Linked DNA regions of Mus musculus: region 2 is linked to region 1. A link is a contact called in public Hi-C data. All regions are on one chromosome and are shown on one strand. The core of a region is the stretch at or near the end of the contact, and the rest is flanking DNA. Distances in the headings are between cores, read along the strand shown. Region 1 has its middle 13 kb from the start of Krt72. Region 2 holds the start of Krt77 (keratin 77).

Region 1 (4,402 bases), core at 833-3,332:
GCAAGTGGGGGTTTGATGGCTGGCCACAAGTCACAATGCCCACTGCCAGATCAGAAGGGGGCTTTGTAAAATGAACCAGGAGCCAGGAGAGCCAAGATGGGAGAACAGCGACCACCAGGGAGCCAGGAGACTGGAAGCAGTGAGATCAGGACTGGGGCACACTTATTTTCCAGGTCATGAGGAAGAGCAGAGGGTAGTGTGGAGCAAGCCAGCAGCCATGGGAAAGAGCCTTCTGGGGTCCGAGGAGAATGCAGTAAGAGCTGTATGGAGCAGGACTGGAATGGGCTAGTCTGGTAGGCACATTTCAGAGAAGTTCGGAGCAACTGCTTGTCCACGGCTTACAGGCACCAGTCACTGGAATCAGCACTTCAACCATTTTAACTCACCCTCACGCCAATCCTTTCCCCTTCTCCCCATTGTTAAAATAAAGAGACAACAAAGGCAGGCAGACTGATGAGTAGCAAAGAAACAAAGCCAGGAATGAAATGCACTGCTGGTTGGCAGTGTCCCAGGCCACCTCTGCTTCTTCATCTATAGTTACAGCTGGAAGGACCTGGAACCTCGGAGATCTAGATCTAAAACCCTTGTGGGGACAGACGGTAGGAAATATGAGGTTAGGACCATCGGCCTCCTAAGGGAGACCCACAGCAACATGGGATGTGGAGTGGATGCTACCCTGAGGCTGGAGGAGATAGGGAGGACACCTCTACACCCCAGCCCCCTGCTGGTGCTGAAAGGAGCTGCCAAAGAGGAATACAGAGACAGACAGGCAATGCAAAATAATCACCAGTCACCCTGAAGGCATTTAAGGCAATGGAGTCCTGGGGAACCCACAGAGTAGCCTTCCACATCCTCCTCCAGGAAGCCCTGTACAAGATTGTCTATGTACAGTTGTGCAGTGCTGGTTCATCTGCTTTGAGAGACAGTTATTCAAAGGTCGCCCTTATAGCCAAGGTTGGGACTTGCTTGAGATGCCAGTGGGACTTGGAGGAGGGAGTGTTGCTGAGTGACTGACCTCCCACGCTCCCAGGACCTCTGACACAACAGGGATGTTCTCAGACACCTGAGGGAAAGCCCTGTGAAAGAACAGCTAGCTACTGAAGGTGGGGAGGTTCAGAAAGAGGGGGCTGCCTCCTTTCTCCTTCCATGAGAGGAGAGGAGGGGAAGGAGGAGACAGGAGACAAGGCCCTGGCAACTCAGTGTTTGGGAGCAGTCTAGGCATGCCAGGGAGCCAAGCAGCTCCTCCCCCAGAGAGGCACTGGGCTGACCCGGGTTTATCCCCCACAGCTTCTTTGTAATCTTTTTCTCAGGGCCGAGGTAGGTGCAGTACCAGGAGCTGCTGACAGAGGGCAGTGTGTGCACAGGTTAGATGTACCAGAAGTGTTAGCACTTGAGACAAATCCAACGTTCCATACACAGTCTAACTCTATCAACTTCTGCTGCTGCCCGACTCCTGGGCCCTGAACCAATCAGTACACATCCTACAAACACAGAGAAAGACCCACAGATGCAAGTCCCGTGGACAGAACATGGTGCTGAATACCTCAAATCCCAGTATTCTGGAGAGACAGGAGGACCATGGCAAGTCAAGGGCCAGCCTGGGCTACACAGGGTGTTCCAAGCTAGCCAGGGCTACTCAGCAAGACTCTTCCCAAATGAAGTTATCAGTCACTCAGATCTTGCAATGACACACGACAGGTTCAGGTCAACAAACAACAGTGTATATAACCAGGTCCCAGAGTGGGATAAGAAGGCTGAAAACTTTCTGTCATTTGATGATGCTCCAAAGCACTGGGTAGGACTCAGGTGTTCGTGGTAAGTCTGGAGAACACACACTCACAACACCACCAGGCATAAAACAATTATAGGCAGTCGCAATACTTGACAAGAAGACAGATGGCTGTCACCAGTGCCTGCATTGCTACACGATGCATTGATTCGTCATCTTAGAGAGTGTGACTTCTGCTTATCCACTGTGCTGCCCCAGCAACAGCTGTGTACATCTTTTCAGGGTTGAGCTGCACTGCCTAGGTGGGCATAAGCACACTCCGCATAAGCACACTCTGACGCCTGCACCCTGGCACGATCACCTAGCAACACTTTCCAATCACGTGAGTCTTCATTACGCAACACACAGCTGCAGTCATAACAGCTGTGAGGTGTCCTCCACGACTGGAATCACAGACCCCAGAACCTCACAGGGCTTCAACGCCCACTTCTGTCCCTCCTCGATACATGGTCTGATCCTTGGTGAGCTGTTTAACCTCCCTCCCTGAGTCCCAACACCCCAGAGCAAACTGGGCAGTATGACAGTAGCACTTTCATTGTTGACAATGGTCCATACCAGTTCTCAGGAGAATTAGCCATTCTGCCAGGTAGAAAAGTCTCCAATGGGGCTGAGCTGAGCTCCCGGCACACCAAAAGGACAAGGCTAGCTAATGTTAAACCCATTTTTACAAGGGCATGATTTTTCTACTGCGCCACAACTGGCAATTAAAAGAAGCAAAATCCAAAGTCAGAATGCCAGGCAGGTCCAGAGGGACGTTAGCCTGGATGTCTTTGCTTTGCCTCTTTCCCAAGGATCAGTTTAGCATTTGATGATATCAAAGGGCCCCCATTTCAACAATAAATTATGTAAAGTGTATGTATGTGGTTGTGTTAGAAACACAAACCTACTAACCCGGTGTTTTCTCACTTACATGGCAAGGCATTAAGGCGTTTGTATTATGTAGGGCTCTTAATTCCCCAGAAGCAAAGACTCCACTTAGTAGCACATTCTCGCAGGAAATATATCCTGAGTTGAGCCACACATGAGGACCCTGGGACAAGAGGGTGTTGAGGGATAGGGGAGGGACATGCATGGATACCAGCATAGGTTCAAGGGGTGTCACAGCTACACAGGTACCTGCTGAGACCCTACTATTCCCAGGTACTATAAGCAGAACTCTCATTCCTCTGAGCTTGCACTCCTGAAGAGTGGGGCCTGGGGAATGGTCGGGCTGGCAGCTAGAATGTCACTTCTCTTTTCATGCTAGGTGGCTTGATGGGGTTTCCTGGAAGAACTGGGCACAACAGGTGCATGGGAGGGAATGAAATTTCATCCTGGCTACAAAAGATGAGGAAATTATTTTTCTCAATAAGTGGAAAATAGATAAATGGCCCCTGGGTGAGAAGAGTCTAGTCAGCTAAGGGATAGACTGATATGGATCAAGGAAGGATGGACATAGGAAAAGATGTCATAGGCACCTGGAACGCCACCTTTCAACAAAGCTTGTTCTTGAAAGACCGGCCTGCCCATGATAAGATCTCTGTTCACATCAGTTGGCTGGCCACCTGAGAAACCAGCATCCTTGCAAAGAGACACACGCCTACAAAGATCACCCAAACTGCTCATCTTCCTATGCTGATAATTCTTCATAGAAGTTAACTCTACTCGCTGCCATGTTAGACACTGTGTTGTTTGTTGCTGGGTTCTCCTACCCTCAGTAGACTGTGAACCTCCCTGGTTTCCATCTATGCTGTTTGTTTTGGTATCCCCAGCGCCCAGACAATGGCTCACTCCATACTTGTTCCCTAAGCCACCACACTTTTGCACAAATACAGCCAGAAGATGCATGCACAGGCTCCCTGCTTGTGCTAGAAGATGAGGAAAGTGGAGCCACATAGGGGGAAGAAAGGGCCACTGTGGGAGGTGGCTTCAAGCTGAGTACATCTCCACAGTGGGGGTGATGTCACCCACATGTGACGGCATGGGAAGCAGCAAGCCCACCCTCTCAGTTGTTTAACAGGGTCAGCTGTCACCTGATGCCAACCAGACTGAAGTCAGACGATAAAGCAGATGTGAGGTTGATGGTCCAGAGTGGAGCATGAGTCAGACCCCAAAAACATTAGACCAATGTAAAGGGTGACATTTGGGCACATATAAACACTGAAAACCAAAGGAACATGTCTGGACATATTTGTCCCCAGCTAACTCATGCTGAAGTTTGATTCCCAGTGAAATCTTTGGACTTCGACTGAATCATGGAGACACTGGCCCATGACTGGATTAATGGCCTTCCCTGCAGTACGTTAATTAACTGAGCCTGACAACTTCTCTTGCTCATCCTTGAACACAGGATCTTCACACATGTGCCCACTTCCCCTGTCTGCATCTTCTCCATGCAGTGACCCAGCGCCAGGCCATCACCAGGAGACAGAGAGATGCTGGTGCTCTGCTCTTAGACCTACAGAACCATGAGCCAAAAATAACCCATGTTCTTTATAGATTATTGGCTGAAATACTCTCAACACCTGTGGGGAAGGAGATTGTTTTGGCTTATGAGCTGAGAGGGCTGCCATCCACTGGACTTGCTCACAGCAGTGGAGTGTGGGCACAGACTTCTCAGATGGTGTCTGAGAA
Region 2 (4,402 bases), core at 555-3,054, 96 kb after region 1:
ACCTGATGCCCACCAACAGCTTCCTAGCTGCTGTCACTGCCCATCTCTAGCTGTACCCACCACATCCCTTCTTCTCTGTCATTTTCCCAGAAATTTTGACATTTGAAATTCCCTGAAGGGAGTCACACTTTTCATGCCTCCTCACTGCGTGGACATTTTTTTGCCTGACAGCTGTTTGGCTCTTCTATCTTCAAGACCCAGGTAAGACCTGAGGTGTCCCAACAAAGCACTCCTAGTATCCAGCAGGCACAACTCAGGCACCTTTGAGCTACCCAAAGAGTACCACATACTAATGCATCTCCAATAAACTGTCATCATTCTCTGCCATTCCATTTTGGAGCTTCTTGAGAGCATAACTTGTGTCCCAGTAGTCCTTATAGCTTTTATGTACAGTGGCATAGAGTAGACCTAATAAAATATTTGTGGATTGAATGGGAGTGGAACAATTGGGCAGGAAGATTGATAGATAGGTGAATGGGTGGGTTACAGATAGATGGACAGATGGATAGATGATGGATGGGTGGATGATGGATGGATTGATTGATGGATAAATGATGGATGGTGGATGAATGGATGGATGGAAAGATGGATTGATGTATCACCATCCATCATGATGGATGGATAATGGATGAATTAATGGATGGATAGTGGATCATGGGTGAATGATGGGTGAACAGTGGATGGATGGATGGATGGATGGATGGACGGACAGACAGACGGATGGTGGATGGATATGTTTGAGTCGTGGTTGGGTGAATGGATGCATAAGTGTGTGTGGATGGTGGGTAGAAAGATGGATGTGGGGAGTACAGGTGATTGAGTGGGTGCCAAGGTACACAGATGAGTGGAACATGGGTAACGATGAATGAGAGTAAGATGCATGCCATGTGCATCTGTTGGGTATCATCAGGACCCTTATCTGCTTTCCTACTAACAGTGCACACACACACCCGACACCCAAAAGCCTGTGTTAAATGCTTATGTTACAGTTCGGGTGAAAGCCTGGGTTAAAAGCCTAGGTTAACCACTTTCTGAGTTCCCAGCACATGCACAAGAAGAAGTGGCTGCCATCAACTTAAAGAGTACAGTGGTTGCTAGTAGCTACATTCTGGCAGAGTGTGAGGCAGTCTTGGCTGTTTGACTCTCCCTGCCCGTAAGGAACTCACCTTGTCAATGAAGGAGGCAAACTTGTTGTTGAGGGTCTTGATCTGTTCCCGCTCCTGGGTCTTGACCCTCTGAATTTCAGGATCCACCTCCAGGTGAAGGGGCTCCAGGAGACTCTGGTTAATAGTCACCTCATGGATGCCCCCGGGAGGATAAGAAGGACCGAAGCCCCCAAATCCAAATCCAGCACCCCCAAAACCACCTCCAAATCTGCCACCTCCGCCATAGCCACCACCAAAGCCACCTCCACCAAAGCCTCTTCCTCCTCCAATTCCTCCTCCGATTCCTCCTCCAAATCCTCCTCCTGGCCCTCTACTCTGGCAGAAACCACTGGCACTTCGTCCCACTAGGTTCCCAAAGATGCTTTTACTACCACCCAGACTGTAGAGACTCCTGGAACTGAACCCACCACCATAATCACCGCCATACCTCCTCGACTGACTCACAGACACCAGAGCCTGTCTCCCACCTCCAAAGCCTGATGAAGACCTGGAGCTATAGGCCCTCCTGCTCCTCGAGCTAAATGCAGACTGAGAACTAAACTGGCGGCTCATGGTTGCTAGGGCAACCAGAAGCACTGGTAGCAAGGACTCAGCTGAAAGCAGGCAGAGAGCAGGGACTGAGGGAGCTGCGACTCTCTTGGAAAGGATCTGGCTCAGTCCCTATATATACACACACCTGCTGGGCTGGAAACTTTCCGAACCCTGGGAGGGGAGTATTTGCCTGCCAGTAGCATCTGCTTACAAGCCTCATACCTATGTGTTGCTGAAATGGCATTGCAGACAAACTCCCCCAACTTGATCATTTATCATTCATCTCTTACTACGGAGAGACCAAAGGATAGCAATCTCTCAGGATCTCAGTGTTGGAAACTCCTGTAGTGTTTCTCCTTAAATCTCAAATTGATCTTTTCCTAAGAAGCAGCATGGAGTTGTTTGTTTTGGGGTGTGCCAGAGAGATCTAGGATAAAACTATGAAGTGTCTAGTGACCTTGGGGCCACAGCTTGGATGAGAGTGGAGACACTTGCTGTAACAAGGCTGTCCTCGTACATAAAATCCATTTTTTGTTTTGTGGTTTTTTGTTTGTTTGTTTGTTTGTTTGGTGTGTGCATGCATGTGTGTGAACAAAATATCTGTGAGCATCTCCCAGTATGAATGTCTCCTAGACTCAGAGGAGAACTACTCCCATATGTCTTCTTCTATTCTAATATTTCTAAACTGGCACCGACAATATTTTTGTAAAAAGAAAAAGTAGCTATCTTTTAAGAAATACATAAAGACCACAGGTATGTGAAACACAAGCCTTAATTTGGATTTAGTATTATTATTTGGTCAGCATAAAATTTTTCTCCTGGCAGAGACAGTAACAATAATAGTGAGTTCTTAAAGCATTACTCTCACCTTCTGTACTTATCAGGGAGTAGTAGGAAAGGAACCTTGGCTCATGCGCACTCTCTGAGAAGAAAGGGCTGTCCCAGCAGAAGACGTAATGTGAAGTTCATGAGAGTCTACAAGTGTTGTCCAACAGAAGTGTGTGTTTGCACTTGGACACAAATAGCTAGTGCATGTTCGTTCTCTTCATTCCCATATTCACACCCAACTGCACCAAAACGCACTAATAAATCTTGTGATCATGAAGAGAAAGAATAAATTCCCAGCTTCAGAAAATAATGATCAATGATTTGCCCACATGGACACAATTGTTTAAAACCAGAAGAAAGCATAGCCGGTCCAGAAGAATCATTATACAATGTTGCAAAGGGTTGCTGCTCAGCTCAACATGGGGGAATTTAAATCGCTCTCTTGCAGATTGTGGAACATTTTCTCCTAATGTTCTTTTTCTATGTGTTCAAACAATAAATCTTTTTTTTTTCCAATAGTTGTGGCCGGCTCTCAAGTGCCCCAAATTTGGGGCAGAAATTCCAAACAAATCGAGAAAGATCAGGTGGCCTGTGAAATCAAGAGATGGCTAGGAGAGAAACATCCTGTAACTAGGAGTGTCCAGAGTGCTGCCAGACTACAGACCTTATCACTTGTCACAGTGTTCTGAGCGTGGGAACTCATTAATGGGTCATCTCGGGAACCAATGTAGACAGGAAAGTGTGAGAGCCTGAAATATGGAAGCAAAAGCTCTGAGCTCAACTCCAGGCCCTGCTCCCACCTGGCTGTTGTTATCTCAGACATGTCACTTGCTCCAGAGCCTTGGATGCTACAGTTTTTCCAGACTCTATGAATCGAAGCATAGCAGAAGATACTGCAATGTCTATATATACATGCATAGCTCCTCTCTCCCTCACCCCGTCCCATCCTAGGGAGCAGCTACATTGCCTATGATTTCCAACTTAAGCTGAGACAGTCCTGCACAAAACAGGTGGCCACCCTAGTTCTTTTTAATCTGTTCCCAACCTTAACACCTCTAGGGACTTTAGGTAAGCCTGTGAAGCCAACCCCTTGCTCAAAGATAAGGAGAACACAATACAGACAGAAAGAGTTGAAAATGGAATTCTGGAGCTTCGTATGCATGAGAAAGTTGCCCAAAGGCCAGGATTCTGAGTCAAGCAGAGACAGACACAGCAAAGAGAGGAAGAGGTCAGCAGAGAAGTCGGGAATATTATGGCGGGACCACATGCATGGCAGCAGAGGTTGGTGAAGGGATCCTTGCGTAGAGCATCTTTAAACTTGCTTAGAAGCATGTTCCCTTCCCCACCCCTTGGTTTGGACACTGCCTCCTCAAGTCAAGTTTCAGACCCTTGAAACAAAGTAACAAGAGCGAGCAGCATGGGGTACTCTGATGATGGCTGTGCTCCAATATGAAAGAGCAGCTGTCCGCTGGTTCTGTGAGTGGGGCCCCTTCCCTTAACACCTTCAGGAAGCTTTCCCTAAGACTAAAAACCATGGGAGGCCCTCACCCACTGCAGTGATTGTACTGCTTGCTCATGCCCACCTCTCTTCATTCCCATATTCACGCCCAACTAAACAGTTCCTTAATGTTAGGATCAAACATGGCCCAGGAGCACCTCCCTAAAAAGTGTCCATCAGTTTGCTGGCAGAGGCTAATGGCAGAGCCCTGACACTCCTAGTGAAAGTGAAGATTGACATGTAGAATAAGGAGCCCAAAGGGGTCCCACATTTAGCCAGCCTCACCATGCCTAGCTCTGTGGCCATCCTATTTACTAATTACTGATTCCCCCTCCCCATCACTCTCTGCCTGCAGTGCTCTCCCTAAAAGTGGGAAGTT

What was found. A called contact is a pair of places that touch in the nucleus more often than the background predicts.
Region 2: a contact with region 1 is called in a Hi-C map of olfactory sensory neurons, with 2.8 times the contacts expected there. The contact joins the promoter of Krt77 here to the enhancer-like site in region 1. A contact is called at or near these places in 1 of 39 promoter capture datasets (embryonic stem cells), 10 of 484 Hi-C or Micro-C datasets (cerebral cortex, embryonic stem cells, forebrain and 4 more), 3 of 115 datasets of contacts at active chromatin or transcription factors (astrocytes, embryonic stem cells and neural progenitor cells) and 3 of 9 other capture datasets (adipose tissue, embryonic stem cells and liver).

The regions. Positions count from the first base shown.
Region 1 is chr15:101,771,544-101,775,945 of GRCm38.p6, forward strand. No RefSeq gene overlaps it. Among named protein-coding and RNA genes, the nearest start is that of Krt72, 13 kb to the right of the region's middle. Within about 2 kb of position 2,083, at least 62 of the 459 cell types and tissues checked have an H3K27ac peak or open chromatin away from gene starts, as enhancers often do. A contact at or near this core is called in olfactory sensory neurons and palatal mesenchyme, where this site is marked.
Region 2 is chr15:101,867,901-101,872,302 of GRCm38.p6, forward strand. It overlaps Krt77 (keratin 77), which reads right to left and starts at 1,805. Exons shown (of 9, transcript NM_001003667.2): 1 at 1,167-1,805. The coding sequence starts at 1,718.